Regions from separate parts of the Mus musculus genome. Here regions 1, 2, 3, 4, 5 and 6 are each linked to region 7. A link is a contact called in public Hi-C and promoter capture Hi-C data. All regions are on one chromosome and are shown on one strand. Each heading gives the region's core, a stretch centred on a gene start, on an enhancer-like site or on the middle of the called end of the contact. The rest is flanking DNA. Distances are from core to core; before and after follow the strand shown. Region 1 holds the start of Zfp661 (zinc finger protein 661). Region 2 holds the start of Mtln (mitoregulin). Region 3 overlaps Nphp1 (nephronophthisis 1 (juvenile) homolog (human)). Region 4 holds the start of Fahd2a (fumarylacetoacetate hydrolase domain containing 2A). Region 5 overlaps Nphp1 (nephronophthisis 1 (juvenile) homolog (human)). Region 6 holds the start of Mall (mal, T cell differentiation protein-like). Region 7 holds the start of Tmem87b (transmembrane protein 87B).

Evidence for each region. Promoter capture Hi-C pulls out the DNA fragments that hold promoters and counts their contacts. A called contact is a pair of places that touch in the nucleus more often than the background predicts.
Region 1: a contact with region 7 is called in a Hi-C map of B cells, with 12 read pairs. The contact joins the promoter of Zfp661 here to the promoter of Tmem87b in region 7. A contact is called at or near these places in 8 of 39 promoter capture datasets (the 3T3-L1 cell line, 3T3-L1-derived adipocytes, the C10 cell line and 4 more), 5 of 484 Hi-C or Micro-C datasets (B cells, CD4 T cells, erythroblasts and 2 more), 6 of 115 datasets of contacts at active chromatin or transcription factors (the 230-238 cell line, embryonic stem cells, large pre-B cells and 2 more) and 2 of 9 other capture datasets (adipose tissue and liver).
Region 2: a contact with region 7 is called in a Hi-C map of B cells, with 13 read pairs. The contact joins the promoter of Mtln here to the promoter of Tmem87b in region 7. A contact is called at or near these places in 9 of 39 promoter capture datasets (the C10 cell line, cranial neural crest, embryonic stem cells and 5 more), 1 of 484 Hi-C or Micro-C datasets (B cells), 4 of 115 datasets of contacts at active chromatin or transcription factors (astrocytes, embryonic forebrain, extraembryonic endoderm stem cells and 1 more) and 2 of 9 other capture datasets (adipose tissue and liver).
Region 3: a promoter capture Hi-C map of hippocampal neurons shows a contact between it and region 7, with 4 times the contacts expected there. The contact joins the enhancer-like site here to the promoter of Tmem87b in region 7. A contact is called at or near these places in 4 of 39 promoter capture datasets (the 3T3-L1 cell line, the C10 cell line, hippocampal neurons and 1 more) and 4 of 115 datasets of contacts at active chromatin or transcription factors (the 230-238 cell line, embryonic forebrain, embryonic stem cells and 1 more).
Region 4: a promoter capture Hi-C map of pre-B cells shows a contact between it and region 7, with 2.0 times the contacts expected there. The contact joins the promoter of Fahd2a here to the promoter of Tmem87b in region 7.
Region 5: a promoter capture Hi-C map of hippocampal neurons shows a contact between it and region 7, with 4 times the contacts expected there. The contact joins the enhancer-like site here to the promoter of Tmem87b in region 7. A contact is called at or near these places in 3 of 39 promoter capture datasets (cranial neural crest, hippocampal neurons and liver), 4 of 115 datasets of contacts at active chromatin or transcription factors (the 230-238 cell line, embryonic stem cells, extraembryonic endoderm stem cells and 1 more) and 1 of 9 other capture datasets (adipose tissue).
Region 6: a promoter capture Hi-C map of embryonic stem cells shows a contact between it and region 7, with 2.1 times the contacts expected there. The contact joins the promoter of Mall here to the promoter of Tmem87b in region 7. A contact is called at or near these places in 2 of 39 promoter capture datasets (embryonic stem cells and hippocampal neurons) and 1 of 115 datasets of contacts at active chromatin or transcription factors (embryonic stem cells).

The regions. Positions count from the first base shown.
Region 1 is chr2:127,583,006-127,586,754 of GRCm38.p6, reverse strand. It overlaps Zfp661 (zinc finger protein 661), which reads left to right and starts at 2,078. Exons shown (of 5, transcript NM_001111029.1): 1 at 2,078-2,125.
Region 2 is chr2:127,790,733-127,794,256 of GRCm38.p6, reverse strand. Mtln (mitoregulin) reads left to right here and starts at 1,769. Exons shown (of 2, transcript NM_001384135.1): 1 at 1,769-2,123; 2 at 2,425-2,875. The coding sequence starts at 1,790. The coding sequence ends at 1,960.
Region 3 is chr2:127,755,673-127,759,295 of GRCm38.p6, reverse strand. It overlaps Nphp1 (nephronophthisis 1 (juvenile) homolog (human)), which reads left to right. Exons shown (of 20, transcript NM_016902.4): 14 at 1,535-1,617; 15 at 3,128-3,204. Among named protein-coding and RNA genes, the nearest start is that of Mall, 28 kb to the right of the region's middle. Within about 2 kb of position 1,950, at least 56 of the 459 cell types and tissues checked have an H3K27ac peak or open chromatin away from gene starts, as enhancers often do. A contact at or near this core is called in hippocampal neurons, where this site is marked.
Region 4 is chr2:127,443,277-127,446,988 of GRCm38.p6, reverse strand. It overlaps Fahd2a (fumarylacetoacetate hydrolase domain containing 2A), which reads left to right and starts at 2,424. Exons shown (of 8, transcript NM_029629.2): 1 at 2,424-2,572.
Region 5 is chr2:127,772,149-127,775,597 of GRCm38.p6, reverse strand. It overlaps Nphp1 (nephronophthisis 1 (juvenile) homolog (human)), which reads left to right. Exons shown (of 20, transcript NM_016902.4): 5 at 1,499-1,700; 6 at 3,396-3,449. Among named protein-coding and RNA genes, the nearest start is that of Nphp1, 15 kb to the left of the region's middle. Within about 2 kb of position 1,342, at least 17 of the 459 cell types and tissues checked have an H3K27ac peak or open chromatin away from gene starts, as enhancers often do. A contact at or near this core is called in hippocampal neurons, where this site is marked.
Region 6 is chr2:127,728,142-127,731,644 of GRCm38.p6, reverse strand. It overlaps Mall (mal, T cell differentiation protein-like), which reads left to right and starts at 1,748. Exons shown (of 4, transcript NM_145532.3): 1 at 1,748-1,889. The coding sequence starts at 1,779.
Region 7 is chr2:128,815,713-128,819,589 of GRCm38.p6, reverse strand. It overlaps Tmem87b (transmembrane protein 87B), which reads right to left and starts at 1,287. Exons shown (of 19, transcript NM_001355629.1): 1 at 1,087-1,287. The coding sequence starts at 1,251.

The DNA of each region.
Region 1 (3,749 bases), core at 829-3,328, 1.2 Mb after region 7:
TTCTTCATTAGCTTCTTGGGATTATCATTTAAGGCTTCTACCTTTCCTGAGGGCAGTGGTTGTTGGGCAAGCCACATTTGCTACCTAATGTCTTGGTCATGATTCGAAACACCTGCAGTCTCTGAGCAAGTTCAGAATTGCTTGTGAGAGTGCCTTGGCTACTTTGTAAGTCTTTGCAGCACAGGCTGGGGAGGCTTTAGTTCATTCAGTAAGGATATCCATGAAGACCTATAGGCAGCTGAAGACGTGGCAAGACTTGGTAAACTATGTCCTCCAAATCTGTCACAGGTTCGTGACCATGTCTGAGCACATACCATGCAGCCCCCAAGAAACTCAGGAGCAGACTGGAAGAATCATTTTCCTGAGAAGAGGTGATTGTATGTTTCTCCTGACCTTGTCCAACCAAAGTATCACAGGGCTCTTTTACAAGCTCTCTGGGAACATAGTTGAGGATTTCTGTATGCAGCCATCCTTCAGAATTGCAGAAGAACCCTTTCACAGCTGCCCTTTTCACTGCCTTAGGGGCAGACCGAGGCTTACAAGAGATCCATGAGACTGACAGAGGCGAAAGGGATCAACAAAAATTAGACAGCAGTGCTGAGACCTTGGCAGCCTAGTGATATGATTTATTCCCTCTACTGACAAGCCACCCATTTAGTGCCCCCTGTAGCCGACATAGCAACACTGGAGAGTTTCTGGATGCCATGCACGAGAGACAAAACCTGTGGTCAATATTTGATGGGACTGCTCTTGGAGTTCAGCAAATCACTTTCCTTCCAGAAAGCAGCATGAACATGTAACATCCAGAAGGTAGGTATTTACTCAGTAGAAAAATTTACTTCTTTACCAATTCTAGGTTCTATTTAAGAAAAACTGATATTGGAGAGGTTTAATTGATAGCCAAAGAGATCAAGGTTTTAGGAAGGGTGTACAGATAGTAATGGGAGATCAAAGAGTCATTGTCAGTCCCTGGAGATACTGGGGTCATCTTGGGTTTCAGGATCCAGTTGTTCAGACAGGTATGGTATGACCATTTGTGACCACCCAATGGCCAGATGAGAATGGGTATCAGCCCTGCTTTTTGGTAATGTATAGTTGAAACAGCCCATCCCTTTGGAAGTCCCAGTGCTGGAGCTTTCTTAAGCCTATCAAAAGAGTGTTCCTTAATCCCTCAATTACAAATGGTATGGGCTTGGGACCCTCATTTAATTTCTCATGACTGGCCTGGCTATTTCTTTAAATATTGTAATTCATATTCTGCAGTATCCAGTTAATTCCAGAAAAGCCAAAACCTGTCTTTTGGTTCAGAGAGGGGGCAAATCCAGATCTCATAGTACCAAATGAAGGTTGCCTTTTTTTTTTTTTTTTTTTTTTTTTTTTTTGCCTCACAAATTGAGAATTTTCCCTAGAAGTTTTGCTTCCTTTTTGAAGTTTTGTAGCCTTTTTGAGCTTTTGAGATACAAAGAGGCCAGGTGGGGTGATGCACACCTTAAAGCCCAGGTCTTTGGAGGCAGAGACAGGTGGATCTCCAAGTTTGAAGCCATCCTGGTTTACATAGTGAGTTCAGGACACAGAGAGAGGGGGGTGGGGTGGGGAATGGACTGAGCTACAACGTTTAAAGTCTGTTGTTTGGCTGGTATCCTCTGAAGCAGTAGGTAGAAGGTCACCCTCATTCAGGATTACAGCTACAGAGTTGGGTGTAAATTCTCCGACATGCTACCAAATCTGGGATTAAACCTACACCACGAATTCTTGATGGAAGACTGCGACAGGTATGTTTCTGGGCTCATGCATCTGGGATAGTCTACTGAAAGAACGGGAACCCTGGCTTTCAGAAAAAATAGGTACACTGGCAAACCGGAAACGAACTAGAAATCGAACTTGTGCTGTTTAGGGTCAGAGCCTGGTCCTATCCGTTTCAGCACCACAGACCTGGAGTGCAACCTTGTGCAGGATTTTACCCGTCATCTCACGGCGCGCCGGCTATTGATGCTTCTGGGAAGTGTAGTTCATGCAAAGGCAACACTATGATTGGAGCTCAGAGGCCGAAGATCTTCGCGCAGGCGCACTGCCTTCCCGACACGAGGCGGTGAGTGTTCGCAGGTTCCCAGTACTCTTGCCAAAGGTGAGGGTTGCGGGTCTAGGTGTTCAAGAAGCCGAGTGGACGCGGTGGCGGAGGAGACACGGGGACACTGGGCACTTGGGGGAGGGTTAGTGGGCGTGGCCTGTGTGGACAGAGAGTCTTCCCTTCTGGTGTGTGTCGGTTCCGTGGGGACAGTGTCCTCGTAGGGTATGTCCACTGTGTGTCAGAATCCTGTACTTTCAAGTTGGAGATCCCGGTCTTCCTTTCGTTCCTTCTTTCCATGATGGGTGCTACGTGGATGTGGATGGTACCGACGCTAAATCTGGGAGCATCCACTCCATTCTCTCCCAAGTCCCCTAGAAAACGTCTCCCTTTGCTTCAGCTTCTCGCCCTGAGCCTGCACCGGAATGTCCTGGTGTGAGCATAGGGTGTTCCTGGACGATACCGGATTTGAGGTGAAGAAAACCCCAAAGGAAATCGCAAATGGCTTTAGGCAATTTTAAGATGATATTGACTGGAGTGCACTGTTAAGGAATAGTGGGAAATAAGGGTGAAGGGACTATACTGCGGCCAGACAAGACCCACAGTATCAGAGTAAGACCCACCAAGCACGATATTTTGTGCGTCTCAAATGAGGTCAACATAAACAAAATTTTGAGAAACAATTCTAGAGGTTGACATTCTGACCACCGTTAAATCGAACTAGCACAACTTCGTTCCAACCACCAGTAAGTGTCAGATGTCTAGAAGTCCGTGGGATGGCCAGTTGTCTGTTACTCCATTGAAGTTGTTGGCAATTTACTAGTGATCTTTTCCCTAGTGTTCTTTTTACATTTGAGATACGATCTTATTTTGTAGCTTAACCTGGCGTTGTGTTAAGCCTTAGCCTTCCAAGTGCTAGCATTACGGGTGTATATCACCATAGTTCTGTTTTCCGTGAAATTTCAGTCACGCGAATCAAGCTTCCCGGGATGCTGGGATGTGTTGCAGGTAAAGATCTGCTTAACTTTATGGCTATCTTTCAATGAAAGTAAATTATAACAGAATTAAAAGCTTCCAGGCAGACTTTTCCCAGTTCCACCTCAGCCTTTTACAAAGCCTGACTCTCTTAATTGCTGTGAAATAGTGCCTCTCTTATTGATGTATGACGATGGAACTAAATTATCTTTATAGAAAGCACTCAGCATAGTGCCTCATGAGAGCAAGCACTCAACGCTAGTTATGGTGGAGTTCCGTAGTGCTCCAAGTGTGTCTAGCCGCTGGACAATAGATTATTTAATCAAGTTGTCTGTCATAGATGCTTAGGAGAGTCCAGATTTTGGTTGCATTACCTAAAGATTAAATAGGATATGTGTAATGTGCTTAGGAAGCTGGCTGGCAGATAACTTTCAATAAAGATAACGTGTTAGTGATGGTTAATTAAAGCCGTTGTAACTATTCTCTTATACTTCTTAAATAAATTCTCGAAGAGAATTGGCCAACCTAAGAATGTCTGTGTTTGAAGGCTCTTGCTACTTGTCCCAGTGATCTTCCTAAAGAACTTAACTAATGAGGACACAGCTATGCTGAAATCACCCCTTGCCCAAAGCACCTTTTGATGTACTCTGACCTCTGCTGGTTTCTCCGGTTTCATGTTCTCTACGGTGTTGCTCACAAGTGACTTTCT
Region 2 (3,524 bases), core at 520-3,019, 1.0 Mb after region 7:
CTGGGAGACAGATTCTCTCCTCTGAGTTTCAGTGCTCAGAGCACTCTCTGCTGGCAAGCTCTCTTACAGGGAAGGTGCGCAGATATCTTGTATTTGGACCTCCTCCTGGCCGAAGAAGAAGGCCCAAAACAGGACCTTTCTCAGACACTGTGTTGCTTTGGCAGTTCCCAGGTGGTACAGACTCTCACCTAAGCAGACTAAATTCCTAAGTTCCTTGGAGTCCCGGGACCAAGATGGCGACCGCTGCTGCTGTGGCTTAGGCCGCCTCCCCAGCCGGGCGGGCACCTGTCCTCCGGTCCGGACGGTGGCCGGCTGTCCCCGGCCCACAAAGGGTGCTGCCTCAGCGCCTCTGTGCTTCCGCCTGTTCCAGAAGCTGTCAGGTTCTCTGGCGCACCCTCTCACCTGTTCAGACTAATTTCCTAAGTTCGGCGGGTCCCGGACCAAGATGGCGACCGCTGCTGCTGTGGCTTAGGTCGCCTCCCCAGCCGGGCGGGCACCTGTCCTCCGGTCCGGAAGGTGGCTGGCTGTCCCCGGCCCACACAGGGTGCTGCCTCAGCCCCTCTGTGCTTCTGCCTGTTCCAGAGGCTGTCAGGTTCTCTGGCGCACCCTCTCACCTGTTCAGACTAATTTCCTAAGTTCGGCGGGTCCCGGACCAAGATGGCGACCGCTGCTGCTGTGGCTTAGGCCGCCTCCCCAGCCGGGCGGGCACCTGTCCTCCGGTCCGGACGGTGGCCGGCTGTCCCCGGCCCACAAAGGGTGCTGCCTCAGCGCCTCTGTGCTTCCGCCTGTTCTAGAAGCTGTCAGGTTCTCTGGCGCACCCTCTCACCTGTTCAGACTAATTTCCTAAGTTCGGCGGGTCCCGGACCAAGATGGCGACCGCTGCTGCTGTGGCTTAGGTCGCCTCCCCAGCCGGGTGGGCACCTGTCCTCCGGTCCGGAAGGTGGCCGGCTGTCCCCGGCCCACACAGGGTGCTGCCTCAGCGCCTCTGTGCTTCCGCCTGTTCTAGAAGCTGTCAGGTTCTCTGGCGCACCCTCTCACCTGTTCAGACTAATTTCCTAAGTTCGGCGGGTCTCAGACCAAGATGGCGACCGCTGCTGCTTCTCTTTTTTAAGTACTTAAAGGTCATTGGTCTGACAATGTCCACTTTTTATTCCATTGATGAGAGCTGTGGCTATTGCATTGACACTAGTAACTTGGAAGATTATATATTAAAATACCCTGTATACTGGGGTAAGAGAAAACGTATTAAAGACCATTTCATCTAAATTTGTTCTTTTTAAGTGTTATTAAGTTTTTTTCTCTATTTGTTTATTTTAAAATCGAGTTACCAGAAAGCTTAGATAAGAAAAACGAACAAAGCCGGGCGTGGTGGCGCAGGCGTTCCAGCACTTGGGAGGCAGAGGCAGGCGGATTTCTGAGTTCGAGGCCAGCCTGGTCTACAAAGTGAGTTCCAGGACAGCCAGGGCTATACAGAGAAACCCTGTCTCGAAAAACCAAAAAGAAAGAAACAAAACAAAACAAAAACGAACAATAGTAGATAACACTTCGGGTATGATGCAAGTGAATATCTGACTAATGTCAAACAAGAAATGTAGAAGAAACGCGGAGCCCATCAGAAACCAAGACCATCTCACATCACAGTTAAGACTCCTGATCTAAGAGTCAGGGAACTCTGCTTCCTTTCCTGTCCTTTCCTCGCGCAGACTCAGAGCGGGCCTCAAGCGAGCGCTGTGGCATCTGATCCTTGCGCCAATCCGTAGCTCACTCTACTTTGTGCTGAGTGGTTGCAATGGCGGACGTGTCTGAGAGGACGCTGCAGGTGTCCGTGCTAGTGGCTTTCGCCTCTGGAGTGGTCCTGGGCTGGCAAGCGAATCGGCTGCGGAGGCGTTACCTAGACTGGAGGAAGCGGAGGCTGCAGGACAAGCTGGCAACGACTCAGAAAAAGCTGGACCTGGCCTGAGCACGCGCTGCAGCCCGAGTCCGCCGGGTTCTCACTCCCTAAGCCCAACGCAGCCCGGATCGTGGGAGCCGCGCGACCCAGGAGTCGTCCTTGCACGGCTTGCAAGAACATGGCTTGCTTCAGAAAGAAAATAGTTTTGTCTTCTCTAACAACTTACTTTCAGGTATTAACAGCTCAGTTTGCTGAGGGTATTTAATGGGAATGTTTTACCACGTGCGATGCAGTTACACCTTAACATTTAACTTCGAAATGGGGGAGGGAGTCATTTCACGCCCAGCCTCCACATTCATAGGGTCCACAGTGGCTTTTTAACGTGGATGGCAGGAGCTTTGCGTTTCATCATAGTTATTCTTCAGTCCTATAGTTTTCTTCTCTTAGTTCATGGTTTGCGATCACAGTACAGAAATTTGAAGTTAAAGATACTACTGTGTTACTGATTTTTTTTTCTTACTGTTTTTCAACAGCTTGTCGAAGATGAAAATAAAAAGCACTGGAGAGAAATAATTTCTTGCACTTTATGAATCTATTTTTAAAATAAAAAATTAAACATCTTTGAATCTTTTTCCTCCTCACAAAAGAAAGCAGTATTTTTGCCTACCATTCAGTTTGCTGCAGTAAGAGATTTGGAGCCTGAAAGCAGAGACTTTCTGATGGAATCTCACCTTGGTACAGCCTGGAGGCAGATCTGATCAACGGACCATTATGAGTCATTTTTCTAGACATATTCAGAAAACCTAGGAGCTGTGTCAAATGCCTGAATTAAGCATTACAAATGCAAGATATTTGCACTTTGAAGAATGTAGAGAGTAAAAAAACTAAAATTAAAAAAAATAATGCATGTGATATAACGGAATATATATGTGAAAGAGAAACTGTTGAGTAAGCTTAAAGATAAATGCCAGTCCTATCAAGTGACCAAAGCCTTGGTTATTTATAAGATGTATTTCTGACGCATTGTCTACATTTTTAAGAAAATCAGTTTGTTCTCCAGGGAAACACCATGGCCCATTTTCCTAGGATTATTGAGCCTTATATGTGACTTAGATCTTATTCTATGAATCCAGCAAGGGCTGAAACGCCAGTTTTCAGAGAGCCATCCTGTCTGGGCTTTAGTTGGCTGAAGCTTTCTAGTCAGCATTCCTCACTGAGAACTAGGTGAAGATCTTTGAGGTAGAATAGGGTTCTTATCTGCCTGTGGGTGGTGGCGGTGGGCAGTTGTGTGGGGACCAGAGGTCAGCATCAGTGCCTTCCTGGACTGTTCTTCACCTTTTCTTCTTCTCTTGTATGTGTAGTGTGTGTACTGAATATATGTCCACGTGTGTGTGAGTGCATGTGTGATGTGTATGTAGGTGTAGACTGGAAGTTTGTCCTGGAGACTGCTACTTCCACTGTGGGTTCTGAGAATCCAAAGTCTTGGTCCTGTAACTACTGTTACAGATTGCCCCATTCCACCCCAGGTTTTTACATGGGTGCTGGGTGTTTAAGCCAGATCTTCATGCATGTGCAGTAGGCATTTTCCCAGGTGATCCATCTCCAGCCCCAGAGCAGGGTCAGCTCTGTTGTC
Region 3 (3,623 bases), core at 701-3,200, 1.1 Mb after region 7:
TGGACTGTAACCTCAAGGCTGCCCCAGTGACCCACTTCCTCCAGCAGGGTCTACCCCTAAAGGTTCTGCAACCAAAATCCCAAACAGTATACCAGCTGGAGACCAGGTATTCAAACATACATGCCTTTAGGGGAGATCCACACTGAAACCACAAAGAAGGATTTCTGTGTATCAGAAATTAACTCTGAAGGAACCAGATTGATGCTGACTCTCATTTTTTTTTTTAATTATTCATTTTATGTGAGTACATTATTGCTATCTTCAGACACACCAGAAGAGGGTGTCAGATCCCATCATAGATGGTTGTGAGCCACCATGTGGTTTCTGGGAATTGAACTTAGTACATCTGGAAGAGCAGCCAGTGCTCTTAACCACTGAGCCATCTCTCCAGCCCATGACTCTCTCTTTTTTTTTTTTTAAATTATTTATTTATTTATTTAGTTAGTTAGTTAGTTAATTAGTTTTCAAGATAGGATTTCTCTGTGTAGTCCTGGCTATCCTGGAACTCACTCTGTAGACCAGACTGGCCTCGAACTCAGAAATCCGCCTGCCTCTGCCTCCCAAGTGCTGGGACTAAAGGCATGCACCACCACTACCCTGCTTTCTCTCTCTCTCTCTCTCTCTCTCTCTCTCTCTCTCTCTCTTTTTAACATTTTTTTTATGAGTGGGCACAGCATGGAGATCAGAGAACAGTCTTAGGAGTTGACTTTCTCCTTTCACCGTGTGGTCCTGAGCATCGAGCTCAGGTTGTCAGGTTTGGCAGCAAGCACCTTGACTCTCTGAGCCATCTTTCTGCTCTGGTTCCCATTTGTGTGTGGTAATGCTCAGTGTTAGCTAAGGCAGAAGGGTTTGGTTGGCATTTATAGCATCAATGAACTCCAGTTGCTTTCAAAGAACAAAATGTCTCTTAAAGGCTGGGACTTCCCAGAGGAGGCCACTTAACCCTGTAGGGCACAGTTCTTACTTAGGGACTTGAGACAATGGCAAGGGAACGTCAGAAGTGTGCTTTAATGCTTGTCAGAGAAATAACCCACTGGAGTGCACACTCACCAGAGATCCCCCGTGTGCGGACTCTGATCCTGAGAGAGATCCCGTTACATCTTCAGGATAGATGGGTAGGGCATTGGAGACAGGTGAGCCCCACTGATCCTGGCAACTGGCGTGGGGGCTGAGGAAAGGGATCCTTGCGTTACTGATTCCTCTAGTCCATTCCCCTGTAAGACAAAGCTTCAAAATGCCGTGTAGGATCCTGTGATTTGACACTGTTCCCAAACTGTATAGCACTGAAGACCCACCCAGTGGCAACAGTTACCTCAGGGTGGGGTTTTAAGGGACCTTTCAAAGCAACTGTGATAAAGCAGAATTGTCATTTGAATACCATTTTTAACACCTGACCTACAAGTAAAATGGAGCCCTGGCATGCAGCATCTCATTTCTTTGAGGACAGCTAGGTGCTTAGAGAGGATGTGAGGACGCAGTGTGTGCTCATAAGTGGCTAGCTCAAGCACTGTTCCATGTGTTCGTTTTATTTCAGTCAACTGGTGAGAGAGGAGAGTTAAGCTGTGGCTGGGTGTTTCTTAAGCTTTTCGATGCCAGTGGAGTTCCTATTCCAGCAAAGTAAGTCAGCTCACTATTCCTTACAAGTGAGTGATTTGTAGAAAAATCCCTCGGGACTGTCTACCTCAGATGTGTTCTGTTAATAGTTCAAGTTTGGGAAGAGGAATCTCGTATCCATCTTAGTGTCTGAGGGAGCATGGGAAAACAGCTCACATGCTCCCCTAATGAGAAGGAAATGACCCAGAGAATTCATGTTTTAAAAGGAGTTTGCCTGGGCTGTGTGCTGAGAACGTTCAGTCCGCAGCCCCCATTGATTCACCACACTTCACTGTGCTCAAAATAGAGCCTGGCTCGCTTCAGGGAGCAGATGGTGAGTCTGCGATCCTCTGCCTCCCTTAGCAGGCAGGTCACAGAGCCCGCAGTGGCTACAACTGTAAACAAACGGAGGCTGTAAGAGCAGGAGCAGACTGGGCCAATCCCTGTGCTACACACACAAGGGAGAACAGATTGCCTCCCCGTCTCAAAAGCTAACAAGAAAATAGGTAATCTCAGTCTTAAATAGGGGAAAATAAAAACCCAAGTCAAGAGCATAAGCTCCCAGGGGGTACAGAGAGGCAGACAGAGGGCAGATTGGAGTGAGATGATTCTGGGTGGGCCCTGCTCCTCCTGGGTGACCGGTTGGGTTCCTTAACATCTCCAGGTCTCAGGTTCCTCTGTCTCTGATCTGGAGATTACTTCCTATCTCAGTAATAAGTAATGTGAGGATTACCTTAGGCAACACCCCCTCACAGCCTTCTTACCACTGGGCAGAGATAAGAGTCCAGGCCACCATTTATCTGGCATCACCCTAGCAAGGAGGAGAGGACATTAGTTATCATTGTATCATTATGGACACCCTGATTTCTTATAATTTTTTGAAAAAATTATTTTATACCAAGTATAATATAAATGGTAATATATTGCATGGTAACTCAGGGTTATAGTGTACTTAGTAGAGAGATGAGGTGTCCCTTCCCAGAGGTGGAATGAGAGCTGTTTTTAATTGCTCCAGTGTGTGTTGTGTGAAGGAAGTTGCTGTTCATCAAAAGCTGGGTGTGTGGATCCAGGGAAACCTCTCTAGGAGTGCAGTGGGGGATAAAGAGGCCCGTTAGCTTCTCTCTGCATTTAAGTTACACTTCCACAGAAGAGAGGCACATGGGACACAGGGGCAACAACTCCGAAGAGCACAGAGCTAGCAGGGGAGGGGATGGGCACACCTGAATACTGACTTCACTGCAAGTAATGACTCAATACATTTGAAAGTTAAAGCTTATTACTTACATACCATTAAAGTCAAATCATTTTAGTGACATCAGAATCTTCCTTCTCTCCATGTGGACACCACACTTCCTGCAGTTTGTGCTTAGGAGAGAGTCTGTTGAGTTGTTACCTCATAGAAGAGTCTGCATCCTGACTCTGATTTACCCATGAGTTTAGTAAGATGTCCATGAATAACTTCATTCCTGGCAGAGTCTAGTTGACAAATAAATGCCCATGACAAGGACCTGTCACATGTACTGTTCTTTCCTAGAACATACGAACTCTTCTTGAATGGCGGCACTCCTTACGAAAAAGGTGTTGAAGTGGACCCTTCAGTGTCCAGAAGAGGTACAGTCCTTCTGTGTGACCCTCTGTCAGCTGGCTCCTTAATCACCATGACCCTGCTATAAGCAAGCTAAAGGAGGGAGGGTTTATTTGGGTCTACATTTCCACAGGGTTCAGTCTCTGGCCCGTTGGCCCTATTGCTTTGGGTCTCTGTTAACAAAGAACACCATGGCGAAGCATGTGGTAAAGAAGCCTTCCATCCCTCAGGGGCTGGGGAGCAGCACAGAGGGGCATGGGTCCCTGTATCTCCATAGGCACAGCCCAGTGTCTGAATGCCTGAATGTGTCCCTGAAGGCCCCACCCCTAAATGGTTCCACCACCTCCATAGTATAGATAGGTCTTTTTTAAGACTTTTTTTTTTTTTTTTTTTTTTTTGCATGTATGTCTCTGAACTGCATTGCATGCTTGGTGCCTGTGGAGGT
Region 4 (3,712 bases), core at 1,175-3,674, 1.4 Mb after region 7:
AGGGTCGCTGAAAAGACAAAAACTTCTGGGCATGTTTGTCAGGAATTATCAAGATCAAGTTTAGTTAAACCCACTCTAACTTTGGGTGATGCCATGCTGTGGCCTAAGGCCCTGGGCTGCAGAAAAACAAAGAAAGATGAGCACCAGCATTCATCTCTTCGCTTCTTGATTGCTACCATGGTATAGCCAGCTTTCTCTGGTGTCTGTCACCACTCTTCCCTGCATGGTGATCTATTTGGATCAAATTGTGATCCAAAATGTCCCTCTTCTTCCTTAAGTTTTATGCCAGCTGTTTTGTTACAGCAGCAAGAAAAGTATGTGGGGAATTCAAGGAGCCAGCCCCTCCTATTCTCTCTCTACAAGTTTTTATAATTTTTATGTGTATGAGTGTTTTGTCTGCATGCATGTCTGTTTACTACATGCATGCTCAGTACCTATATGGGCCAGAGAGGGTGTCAGATATCTCAGAACTAGAGTTACAGCTCGTTGTGAGGCACCATGTAGGTCCTGAAACTCAAACCAGGTCTTCTGAAAGAGCAGCAGGTGCTCTCAACCACTGAGCCATCTCTCCAGCCCACCTCCTCTCTTTCTGCCAGCCGTCCATGCCACCATCAACAGTACACATGAATGTCCTGGCTGAACTCTCAAGACAATCAACAACACTGAAGAAAGAAGCAGATGTCAGTCCCTTATTGGCATGCTCTGAAGTTATTGTCCAGTTTCTAACTGTGAGGATGAAGCCTGATTTTACCTGAGAATTTGTAATCGTTGATATCAGAGCTAGGAAGAATGTTGTCAACCCCACAAGCAGGCTAAGCAACCATGGAGTGATGAGTCCCAGGTTTGATGTGCAGCTCCAAGACCTAGAGCATAGCAAAATCGCCTGCTCCTGTCACATCGGTTTGGTTTCATTGTGCTGTCAACCTCAGCTGACATCATGAACTATGAAGAAGAAAAACAAAATCACACAGGAAGGAAAGCCCTGGTCTTTTTCTAGGATTGAAAACATTGGTGTTAAAAGAAAAAAGAAGTCAGGTGTGGTGGTGCATGCCTTTAATCCCAGCACTCAGGAGGCAGAGGCAGGCGGATTTCTGAGTTCGAGGCCAGCCTGGTCTACAGAGTGAGTTCCAGGACAGCCAGGGCTACACAGAGAAACCCTGTCTCAAAAAACCAAAACCAAAAAAAAAAAAAAAAAAAAAAAAAAAAAAAAAAAAGCCTCACTGGGAAAAAATAAGAGGAATCTAATAAAAGCCTGTGCTTCTTCCTGGGGCAATGGAAGCCTCGGATGCTCTGTCTGGACCTTGATTCACTTAGGAGGCTCCTTCTCAGAGTCCCCTTTACATTTTCATAGGCCAGAGGACTCGGGGTGTGGTTGTAGAGGATGTTTCCACCCGAATGCCTGCTGCCTGGACTTGCCCATCACCCCACACACACCCTTTTCCCCCTAAAATAAGGTTCGTGAAGAACAGGGTGCTGCTACAAGTAGGTGAAGTTGGTGAGCCCTGACAAGCCTAAAAAGTAGACAGGCCACCATCTGTCTTCACTGTGTGCATTAAAGAAAAAATGGTGAAAAGCTGGCTACGACTTTGCCAATGTGGTCACACTGGAAAGAAAAGAGAAAAGACAAGAAAGGAAAGGGGAAAAGGTTCAGTGACTCCCCAAAGTCCATCTTTGGAGTCCCGACATGAGGTTCAGATTCTCAAATAGAAAGCAAGTGGTGTACATAACTAAGCAGTCTTGGTCAAGGTGTGGTCTTGCCGGTTATTGATCCACCATTATCTCAGTTCCAGTCTATCCCACAAGATAGTCTGACCAGTTGCCAAATCTGTGATATAGCTTACTGGGTGACAAAACTCCTCCTCTAGCTGGCACACACAAGCTTCAGTCTTTTCTTTCCCCCAGCACACAAGATTCATGGGGGAAAGCCCAGTAGCTGAAGGAAGGACACAAGTGTCTTTTGCCTTCAGAATCGCTTCATACCTGCCAAGACAACTAAATAAGTGGTTGGACGAGCCCTTACTGGCTCAGGAGCCATCATGGGCAAAATCACTCCTAGCCTTTATGTTTTCTCCACGAATACAACACATATAGACATCCCTGTCCTTGGTGGGTCAACATTAGAGCACAAAACTACTTGTTACTGTCTACCAGAGTGCTTCCTGGACAACTATGAGTAGGTGCCTGGCCCAGAAGCAGCGCCTGGCCAGAATTAGAAGCTCAAAGGTCGGATGCGCTCTCTCCGAGCCTGGGTATCCCAGGGTCACCCTGGAGCCAGCCACGGTCTCCCCAAATGCACACACTAGGCACCTGCTGGAAGTTCTGTGGCTAAAAGAAGTACCTAACAGCAGGAGGGCGGACTTCCGGGAGGAAGCAGGTGTCCTCCTGGTGGCGACAGCTTCGTGACGTCACCATATCGCGACTGCGAAGGGGCGGTCCCTATATTCCTTGGAGAAGAGTTAAGTGCTTGCAGCGGTACTGGCTGTGGCTTCTCCGCCCTCCCCTCTTGTCCTGCGGCTCCGCAGGCGTCCGCTGACAGCGCAGGAAGCCGGACAAGTCCGGCTGCAACGACCAGGTAAACTGAGGCTAGGCCAACTCAGAGGGAGTTGAACCGGACGTTGGGAGCCGAGTGGCTGACCTCGGTTCCCAGATCAGCAGGGTCACACGCACGGCGCAGCGCCTCAAGCTGCCCATTGCTGTGCTGTTTGCTAAGGGACCTTTGTGCTGCGAGTCATAGTGATTCGAGAGAATGAAATAACCTGTGAGCGCCCGTCACAGATTCATCATCAGCGGGGCTTAGAGTTATCAGAGAGCAGGTGTTCTGCCTTACCTCCACGGCCATGACCATGGGCTGGTAGCAGTTAGGACCTGAGAGGAGTAGGCAGGATTGAAACTAGATTATCTTGCTTGAGAAGTATCTTGCTTTTGAATTAAGAACTTCAATGTCATCTAGACATGGATTCAAATGCCAATTTTCTTTTAGCTGTAAGACCCTTGAACCTTAGGCAAACCAAACCCCTCTTACCCTATCCAAGCCTTGGCTTGTTCATCTGTAAAACTGGACCAGCAGCACCTGCCAAGCCACCGTCAAGAGAATTATAGTAGACCTCACAAGTGAGACACTTGGCTTTCCCTGGGACAGTACTGTTTTAGTGTATGGTGTGACTGGTCACATATGCTGGACCAGCCTTTGGACTGTGGCATGGCGGTACTTGTGTAAAACGACAGAGCAGGAGATGGAAAGCCTTTGGTTTTCTGGCCAGACTTGCAAGCTGGCACTCTGGTGATCCTGAACAGGGTAGGTTGGCTCAACCAGGTGAGGACCAAGAGCCCTGAACTGACGGAGCTACGTCTAGCAGTCTCTCTCATTTTTAGTATAAAGACGTGTGTGTGTGTGTGTGTGTGTGTGTGTGCGTGTGCGTGTGCGCGTACGCGTACTTTAGTCTTTGAGACAGAGTTTTTCATTGGCCTGAAACTCAACAATTAGGCTAGACTGGCTGGCTAGCAAGCCCCAGGAATCTACCTGTCTCCACCTATCCGGCACTGGGATTACAAGCATAGACCACTGTGTACAAACTTTTTTATGTGGGTTCTGGGGATTTAACTGATCTTCAGGCTTTCAGTGGAAACATTTTACCAGCCATGCTGTCTTCCTAGCCCCACACTGGTTTTAAAAGAAAGCTATCCAGAAGGGAGAGGACTCTGACAGGGAATG
Region 5 (3,449 bases), core at 93-2,592, 1.0 Mb after region 7:
TAGCATTCTGCTTAAAAGAGAGCGATTGTCAGGTTGCCTTGGGGTTTGGGTTTGTTTGTTTTGTATTGTTTCTTTTTGTAGACCCAAATATGCATATTGCTTATAAGAGTTATACATTAGTGACAACTAATAGATAACTTCAAAGTAAGAGATTAGAAAATATATTATATGCAAATGCTAACAAAGGCCAAGTAAGGCCGTTACTTTAACCAGGCAAAGTAGATATTTAGGCCAGAAGTGTTTACTACATAGCGAGACCATTTTATATTTATAGAAGAGTGAGTTCACTAGGGGAAATATAATCCCAACAACAGATTCAAGTGTATAAAGCTAGAGTTGCCAGGCCCGTGGGTCAGTAAATCAGTCCTGGTGCTCAGCAACCTTGACTAATGATGTTGTGTAGACTGTATGGATCTCTGTGCACAAGGACAGTGTGCTGCTTTTCAAGGGCAGTGCACATGTGACATCAATTGTTAATTAAAGGAACTGCAGAAGCCACAAAATACTTGTCAGTGTGTTTCTAAAATTTGAATCTGTGTCATGTATACTGTTTGAAATTTTGGAATTACATTAAAATTCAATAATAAAAAATAGAAGTCACCAGTATTTGCAAATTAAATCATACACTTTTGTATAACTCATGAGTCAAAGAAAATACTGCACTGACAGAACATGTTATGAATAAGAAAATGAATATATCTTGTGAGTTATAGCCAAAGTGGTGCTTAGGGGAAAGTGTATAGGTTTGAATGAGTAATTTGGAAAGAAGATTGAGAAAAGATTAGAGCTTCCGACTTAAGGAGCCAAAGGAGAAAGGAGGGGGCCAGAGAAAATCCAAGAAAGGGAACAAAGGAGCAGCAGAAACAAGGACAGCTCACCAGTGGGTCAGCCAACAGGAATCATAGCCCCTCCCCTCCCCTCCCCTCCCCTCCCCTCCCCTCCCCTCCCCTCCCCTCCCCTCTTTTTTCTTTTCTTTTGAGAGATGATTACAGCTTTTTTATGAGTGTGGTGGTACACATCTCTAATCGCACACTTGGGAGGCTGCGGCCACAGTTTGGCCATGGACTGGGGGGATGGCTCAGTAGTCAGGCGTTTGCCTTCAGTTCCATTCTCAGCACTGCAAGCACACAGACCAGCTAATCTACCCGAGTTTATTCAAGGAGGGATAAGCAGAGGCAGAATTGAAACCTGTGCCCATGCTGTCTGCACCGCTTGAGGGGATGCTTGAGCAGTGTGCGCAGGGACCACTCCGGCTCCTCCTCCACCTCAGTGCCTCCCACCCATGAGCTCAGCCTGCGGGTGGAAACTGTCAGCCACACTTTCCTGCTTCCTTCCACTTCCAGCTCCAAATACAGAGCCGCTCTTGTCCATGCAGGCCTTCTCTGCTCACTCACTATGCCAGGATGCAACTCCAGGCGTCTTCCTGATAGAACTGCCCCCTCCTCCCCCGCCCCCATGCGACTCCAGATGGTCCTCCTGATAGAAGTGTTTTTTACAGAGTTGAGGCACACAGTGACAAGGAGGAAGATGACACGACTGAAGATGATGAAGAAGAAACTGGTGGAGAGGAAGAAGAGTCAGAAGGGGATGGAGAAGGAAAGCAAGAGCAAGCCTCCCCGAAACAAGCAGAAACAGAAACTGTCACATACATCGCTCTTGGGGACTTCGCTGCTCAGCAGACTGGGGACTTGACCTTTAAGGTAAGGCGGAGTAAGTTTGCAGGATAGCCAGGGTAACTGCATGGCTAACAGTACAAAAGGCTATGCGTGCTCATGTTACACAGTCCTGAGAATAATCCATCTTTAGAAAAATAACCAAAATATCTAAGTATCACTAATCAGAGGCTCTCTTATTAAAATTACTCCTTCTAAAGATTTTTTTAAAAAAATAGCTGCAGGTTTGATAACTCCTAATAAGGGTAAATTTTATACTTGTGATATGCATGAAATTACTTAAGGAGAGCCTGCAGCTTGCAGCAACAGGCATGCGTCAAGTTGTTAGAGACACTTCTGCAGCCCCTGGCAATGGAGTTAGGCCTTTACTGCCAGCACTCAGGAGGCAGAGACAGACAGATGCAAGTTCAAAATCAGCCTGGTCTACATAGTGAGTTCCAAGCCAGCCAAGGTTACATGATGAGACCTTGCCTCAAAAAAACAAAACACTCCCTTCCACCACCACCACCACCCCTCACCCCCCCCCCCAAACCCCGTCAGGGTATTTATTGCTTCTTCGGTGCTAGAGAGCAAACTGCAGGCCTTACAAGTACTAGACAACCACTTTCCCACTAAGTCAGCCTGGCCTGAGACTTGTGGTTCTTGAAGAAGCTTGTGACTTTCTGCCATCAACATGAGTGAAAATGTTAAAGAATATACTAATCTTAGTCCTTGTAGTTGTCAATTTTCAGAATTAAATAACGAATAATATGATGTATAAGTTTATTATAAAACTTACACATTTACATTTTAGTTCATGGGATTCTTTTTCAGTTTTGAAGAATGCTACCAATATTAGACATAATGTATACTCTAAGAAACACTTTGCTTCTCAGTATCATCAGTGGTAGAACTTCTTTGCTCATTAAAGATGATAGGTAGGTAGGTAGATAGATAGATAGATAGATAGATAGATAGATAGATAGATAGATAGATAGATTCCCAGTGCTGGGATTAAAGGTATCACTAGCATACCTAGATGGTAGATTATATTTTTCTGTATGCATAAATGTCATTCCAGGTGTTAATTGGAATATATTGGATAAGTTCTATTTTTGCTTCAGCATATGGTTTAATTTTAATTTCACAGAACTGATTTTCCTCAAGGATTCACATGCTGCTTCTGAAAGATATTGTCCAAAGAGAGATGCAAAATCCACAGTGTCTTCTATATAATCCAAGTGTTAGCATGAGCATGGTGCCTTAAATGGTACTGAGGGGGCTGGAGAGATGGCTCAGCCATTAAGAGCACTGACTGCTTTTACGGAAGACCTGGGTTTGGTTGCCAGCTCCCACACTGTGGCTCACAAACACCTGTAACTCCAGCTCCAGGGAATCCAAGGCCCTTTCTGACTTTCATAGATACCAGGCATTCATGTGGTACATAGACATGCAGGCAGGCAAAGCATTCACACACACACACACACACACACACACACACACACGCACACGTACAGTGAAAAGGTGCTTGTCACTTGAATATATGCTTCATGTGATGGTTCATTTATAGTCACAAAGAGTCAGTAGTAGAGTGTTATGGATTTTTTTCTTTTTCTTTTAAATGGGACTAAATAAACTCATTTTACCTTTGTAAAAAAAAAAGATATTTTTGAAGCATTTGTAATGAAATATTGTTCATGGTTTTATAATTTTTGTTCAGTTTCTAATTTGTTTCCATTTAAGAAAGGGGACGTTCTCCATATAATTGAAAAGAAGCCTGATGGTTGGTGGCTGGCT
Region 6 (3,503 bases), core at 499-2,998, 1.1 Mb after region 7:
GGTCCTTGTATTAGATATATATAAACTAAAAATATTACCCAATAGCACTATGATTTTTGCTCTCAACCATAGTAATACTTTGCCCATATTTTTATCATCCACGATACTATTGCTTCATTTCGACTGCCACAAGCTCCTGACTGGTAGAAATTTTCTTTGCTGGAACTTGCGTGTGTGAGCACAGCATACTGTGAATTCACAGTATGTGAATATGTGTATATACAGATGTGTGCTCTATCATGCTCTGACATAATCCCTTGAGACGGGATCTCTCAGTGAATCAGGAGTGAGGCTAGCATCCAAAAAGAGCACCAGTGATGATCTGTGTCTCTGTGTCACTAGAACGTGTTTAGAAGCTGCTCTAGGAAGTACAGTGTGCATAGTTAACGTCACAGTCTACTCAGAATTGATACTTTCCAGGCCAGTGAGATGGCTTATCAGGTAAAGGCACCGTCCCTCAAGCCTGGTGGCTGGGCTCAATCCCTGGAACCTGTGTGTACCTCTTACCCTGCCCCATCTTCCCTGACGCCCCATGTAGATTATGGTCACATCCAAGGGGGCCACAGCCCCAAAGAGAGACATAGCACTTGTGTGTGACATTCAGAAAAGGTGGGTGGCTTTGGATCCATTCTGTCAGCAGTGTGGGGGCCTGAGCTTGTGAACTATACGCTCTAGGACTTGGAAAAGGTTGAGGACAGGCTGTCTGGAAGCTTGCTGGGAAGATCTTTGCCTTTCCCTGCAATGCCTTGGCTTCAAGCTTCATGTATCCAGACTCTGCTGGCTGCTCCAGACCAGGCAGAGCGAACCAGCTACTCCTCCCACCTTGCCCAGGACAGGCCCTGGAATTCCCTGCTGTTGCTAAGGAACAAGACACAGGGCTCTTGTGCAGGACATCCCCCAGTCCTTGGGACAACTCTTCCATGCCTCCTCTCCTACTCCTGAGGAGGCTTTTCAACTGGCCTGCTGGAGCCGAAGAGGGGAGGAAGAAGGCTCTGGGGCGCCAGGCCTTCCCTCAGGGCGGTGGGAAAACAAACCAAGGTTAGTGGGTTGTTAAAGAAGAAGGTGGCCCAGTCTCCAGCCCTGCCTGGCGTTGTGTGAAAGGAAGAGCTTTGGGTCTGGAAGCACAGCCAAGCAGCCAGCCCCAGGCTCTAAGCAGGAAGGAACTGCCTGGTCCCAACCCTGTGTCCTAGCTGGACTAGAACGACAGTGAGAGGAGGACCCAAGAGGGACTCAGAGTACCTGAGGAGGGAGGTGAAAACCAGGCTGCTCCAATCCTTCATTTAGACTCTGAGGACAAAAGCAGATGCTGCTTTTGTGACCACTCTGTGACCTTAACTGGAAAGGTACAACAAAGCCACGTGGTGGTGGTCTATCTGAACTTCAGAAGTGTCTGAAGGTGGCTAACCACACAGTAGGTCCTCAGTAAACAATCTTTATCTTAGCAAAAGAGCCCTTGCTTACACTCTGAGCATAGAGATCACCAGGAGCATACATACAAAGCTGTTCCTTTCATCTCTTCTGGAGTCCTTTGCTCCAGCATTCAAAGTTCCTTAGCAGGGAAAGTCTAGAAAGACCCTCTGCGAGGCTGGTCCTGTCCCCTCTCCTGGCTAGCACAGTGCACAGAAGGGCCCCCGCTCTACTGGAACCTTTCTTTTCCCCTCCCAGGCGACGTCCCTCCGACCGATGGGTGTGTCTGTCTGTCGGGCGGGAGGTGATTCTTGAACAGCTGCGGGCGCAGGCGAGTGCTACGGAGTAAAGACGCCAGCAGAGGTGACAGCATGGCCTCCCGGGACACACCGCCGGCCACCAGCTACGCCCCGCCTGACGTGCCCTCGGGGGTCGCCGCCTTGTTCCTCACCATCCCCTTTGCCTTCTTCCTACCGGAGCTGGTGAGTTGACTGCCCCCACCTGCGGGGAGGGAGGGGCAGACCCGGCAGGGAACCTCGCTGGCAGTTAACTTCAGGCTCCCTCTTTCCCTGTGGGTTTCCCAGGCTGGGTTCCTCTAGAGCAAGTTTTCCTCTTTCCCAAAGGATGAGGAGCTAATCCCCAGGCCACTTTCTTGCTGGAGGGGTCCAGCCACCTTCTAGACTATCCAGACCTCTAAGAAACTTCTACTGCCTGGTTTCTTTCCCCCTAGCTGTTTGTACTTTACTAAAGTTCAAAGAACTAGGGGTCTCTCTAAAGGGCCTTCTGAAAGAAGGTCTCCCAGTATTTTCTCAAATCACATCAGCTGACTTTGAACTTTGATTTACGTGTGTTCCCTGCCGAAGGGAGCTCATGACAGCATCGTCCATAAAACAATCTGAACCGCCCAGGTGACTCTGGGAAACTTGTTGCTGCCCGACTCTGGGACACGGCAGAGCAGAACTAGGCGCTGAACCCTGCCAGCACTCGGCAATGCATTCAGTATTTCCTCAGCTGGCTCCTGCTACTATCCACCTCCCCTACTCCCTGCCACGCCTCCTGTAATATCTAGTTTGTGGGTGAAATTTTCTTCCTAGCCCTGAATTTGACCATGCTGCCTCTGGGCGGGGAGGAAGACTTGGAGTAGGACAGGTTACATAAAATGGGTGTGGCCAACGCTTTCCCTTCTGGTCTTCATGGAAGGTTAGGTCCCATTGAGTGACCTTTAGGCAAATTGCTTAAACAACAGCCATTCTTGGGAAGCGTCCTTGTGGGTCCCACAGGTGGGTGGCCTTGATAGAGACTCCACCTAAGAGGCAGGTTTCTTCTAGCACCAGTCCCCCACAAACGTGGGCATCCAGCCAAGCTGATCAGATCCTGAGCTGTGTGCCAGGCCCTGGGTGTGGGCCTCACTTTGGAACAGTCGCATGGGTGACAGGATGGCTCTGCCACATTCTATTGAGCTTGCCAGTCACGCAAATCATCATCAGAGGAGTGGCTACCTCCCAGGGGTCTCTGTGGCTGGAGAGAGGTTTGGGGGCATTTTTTAGAATGCAGCACACTGTCCTGGCCAGAGGAGGGAGGGGTCTAGGCCTGTCACTCCCTGGAAGAAGGCTGGATTCCTGAGGCAGGAGAGCAGCCAGGTAGAGAGTTGTCACTAGAGGTGCTGACAGTTGTCCCCTGCAGTTGGATTCCTGGAAAAGTACTTTCATGGTGTCCTGGGACTTTGAGGGGATGAGGTCATTGTCATTGATTTGATTTTCTTGACTTATTTTTAAATAGTTTTAGATTTCTCCTAAAGCCATAGCGGCAGCATAGGAAGTCTGCTCCTCACTCGGAACCCCACAGGGCTCTCCAAACCAGGAAGTTAAAGTTAGCACTCTGCCATTGACCATTGTTGTTCTATTTGCTCATTTCCCCACTAATATCCTTTCCCTAGCCCAGGAGCCAGGTCAAAACTCCTGATTGTGTTGGCTGTCCTTTCCCCTTCAGTCAGGGGCGGTTCCTCTGCCTCCATCTTGGTATTTTGGAGAAAGCACTGGCCGGCCGGCTGTGACAGACCCTTGTTGCAGTTAGCCCTGTCTGTGTTTGCTCGCTGT
Region 7 (3,877 bases), core at 38-2,537:
CTGCTTTTTGCAAAAAAAGGCTGCTGACACTACCAGCCTGAGCTACACAGGAAATAAACTCAGCCTGAACAAAGCATATGACAGCTAAAAAAAAAAAAAAAAAAAAAAAAAAATACTGGGCACCTACTCAGAAGAATCTCAAACGCAATGAATACACTGAGCCGGGCCACAGAATGAAGCCTACACTTGAGCCTCTGCAGTTTTGTGTTTGGAAGTATGTGCACCTTCTGATACTACTTTTGGTTGAAGGAATATAAATATAAATGTCACCTTTAGAACTTAGACGCTGTTTCCACACATCCCAAGCAGATCTGGGCGAGTCATCTGACTCTGGACTCAAGACAAGGCCGCTTCCCGATATCCTGTCTCTTTTGCAAGACTTTGCACAATTTGGTCTCTGCCTTCTTCCCACATCATCTCTTAACCATACAGGACGTCAAGTTCTCTAACGGCCTGCCCAGTTACGGAAGTTTTCATCCATCAGACTCGCCCTTTAAACACTCTTAAGCAAACACCCTGTTCCACAGACACGCGCAGAAGTCATGAACACTAAGGAATATACAGAAACTCAAGAAAAATAAGAGAGGCGAGGTGACTTTATGCACGACTGTAGAGCACACTCAATTTATGCTCTAACAGAAAGGCTAGACAAACCTTGTGGCCTTGTGGATGTGGCCCCAGTAGTAGTAACCTAGCCGAAGTATTCGGTCCCAGCGATGCCGCTGGGAATGCAGAGATTGGGGCTCTGAACTGAAGAAACAAAAGCAAGATCTAGAGACACCGTGTCAGGACAGTGAGAGGCGGGTGGAGAGCCTCGCGAGCAGCAACAACATTTGGAAAGGGAAGCCGTCTTAGGAAAGCACAGTGGGACCGCTCTTCCCAGAAGCCTAGGCAGAGGAGGGGGACGCTCCCTTCCCAGAGCCCACTCTAGACAAAAGGCTCAAGAAGCGCGTCAGAGGACCCACCGCTGGTCCCAGAGAGCCCTAGTGAATGTGCCCAAGGCCAGACTGGTCCGCAGGCGGAGCTATCCAGCCAGGGCCCTGGAGCCTAAGAAGCGCCACGCCTCAGTCCCTACAGAGCACTTACGTCATTGACCGTCCTCGTCCAAAGCCCGAGCTCGGGGACTGCGTCCACAGCCGCCGGGACCCAGCACAGGAGACACAGGGCAACTCGCAGCAGCTGGGCCCCGGCGGGCCGGCGGCAGAGGAGGCTGGGAAGGAGGCCAGCCTCAGACCGACAGGCGGCAGCCATCTTGACGCGGACGCCGCACCTGCGCTCCCGGAACCCGGCCACGCCCCGGGGCCGCACCTGGCTCAGCTCCGCCCCTGAAGGGGCGTGCCCACGAGGGGAACGAGAGCACGGGCGTGAATGCGGAGGGGGTCTTGGGCTGAAGCGGATAGGCGCTGTTAGAGGAAATAGGCTCAAACCTGGAGCAGGGCTTCAGGGCCAGGCCTGGAAGGAACCGAGGAAGTGTGGAGGGAAGGGAAGAGAGTCCAGAGGGAAACCCGCCCACGGAGGGGGCGGGGCCTGGGAGGTGGGGCCGGGTGGAGGCGGGGCTGAGAAGGTGGGGCCGGGAGTGGAGGCGGGGCCAAGACCTTAATTGGGGCGGGACTATGGGCACGGGGCGTGGTAGGGAGGCGGGGCCTTCCCGGGAGAAGGGAAGGCGGAACCAAAGTGTGGAGGCGGGACTACAAGATTAAAAGGGCCGAACCTGGGCGGAACTAGAAGCTGCTTTAAGGGGAAGGTTGTGTGTAGAAAGATGGAGGCGGGGAAAAGAACAGGGAGAGGAGGGGGAGGAAAAAGAGGCAGGGCCTTAAGGGAAACTAGAAAGGAAAGACCTGGCTGCAACGCAGTTGAAAGGTCAGCTTGCAGAGCAGGGCCCCGAGGATAATGGGGCACTCTAATGACAAGTTGCAGAAATGAAGATCCTAGTACTTGGGAGGTGGAGGTAGGAGGATCGTGGGAATTCAAAGACAGCCTATAGCCACATAGCAAGCGTGAGACCAGCGTGAGCTGCACAAGCTTGTCTAAAAGCAAAACAAAATACTTGTCAACTAAGGGGAAAAAATTGTTTCGAGAGCAATAGTCAGGTCTCACCAGTAGGTGGCACTAGGAAATTGATGTTTTATATGAATTTGAATCTTTCCTGAAGGTGTTTTTTTAGTCCCGATTAGATTCAGTAGGAGTTACTGTTTATACCTCTAATTTCCTTATTTTAAAATAGTTAACTATTTTTCAAGCACATTTAAGTTCACAGTAAAATCGAGAGGAATGGATCTCTAGAAAGTTCTAATATCGCCCTGGTCACCAGCTTCCTCTGCTAGCAACATTCCACACTACAAGGAGTACCTTTAATAGAGACCATTAAACCAGTAATCAATTCAGAACTGTATCTTACGGCTCATTAAATATCTCACAGAGGTATCGATCTCCGAGTAATAGACTAAACAGGGAGTTTACCTTATTGAAGAGCAAATGGAATATTGAGATGGTCCTGAGGTTAAAGGCACTTGCTGCCAAAGCTGACTACCCACAAGGTCCCAGAAACAGACTCTGGAATGTTGTTCTTTAACCCCCAAATACTTCCCACTCAATACATAAGTAAAATGTAATTAACATTTTAAAAGAGTAATTATGGGCTGGCGAGATGGCTTAGTGGTTAAGAGCACCCGACTGCTCTTCTGAAGGTCCAGAGTTCAAATCCCAGCAACCACATGGTGGCTCACAACCATCCATAATGAGATCTGACGCCCTCTTCTGGAGTGTCTGAAGATAGCTACAGTGTACTTACATATAATAAATAAATAAATCTTTAAAAAAATAAAATAAAATAAAGGCACGAGCCGCCACAAAAAAAAAAAAGAGTAATTACTTTTGTTAATTAGATGCTTCTTATTCTAGGGTAATTTCATTTCCAAGGAAGAGTGGCACTAGCATTGCTTCCTTGAGTTAGTTAGGCTGTATTTGTTATCTCCTCCATCCACAACACTCAGCCAGGGGCCAGGGTAAAATCAATCAAACCTAACACAGCAAAGGGCCATCAGCAGGGGGTGGATGTAGTATTTGCCCAATATACCCTGACCCTGGTTCAATCAGCACCACAGAAAGAGCTAATGGAACAGGGGACACTGGTCACATCCTGGGGTGTAGATATAAAAGAGTCTGGAGACACTGGCCACTCCTGCAGAGGACTCGGGTTCCATTCCCAGTACCCATATGGCAACTCACAACCTCTGCTCCAGTCCCAGGGCATCTGTTGCCCTCTTCTGATCTCACTGGTCCACAACACATACAGGCCAAATACTCATACACATAAATAAGTAAATCTAAAACATATTTTTAATTTAAAAAGCCTATAGCTTTTTTTTAATCCTTATATTTTAGAGATTTCTTTAATTTAGATGCTTCTAGAAGCAGTCTCTGGAGTAAGACTCCAGTTCATCAGGAAAGGATCATAAATGGCAATAGGTTAGCGTTCTTGAAATTCATGCGGTAAGGTTCTAATCTCCAGCTCATCAAATGTGAATAGAGAAAGAGAGTGAGATAAGATCTTCAGGGTGGGCCCTTATCCGGAAGGATTGGTATCTCTATCCAAGAGCCTCAGACACATTCGAAGCCTGGGGAGGACATTGTAGACCCTAGGAGCTGCGACAAGCCCCCAATAGAGGCAGTCAGAGGAATCTGTGTCAACAACTTAATCTTGGACTTCCTGATCCCACAACCGCAAGGAGCTCCACGCTGCGCTCTAAACCTCCCAGGTTCTGTTCCTTTGTTTTGCCAATCTTAACAAATCAGCCCAGACAGTGAGTAAATGTGACCGTGAGTGGAATGTGGACAATAGAGACAACGTAATTATCCAGTCAGCCACCGCGGTGGC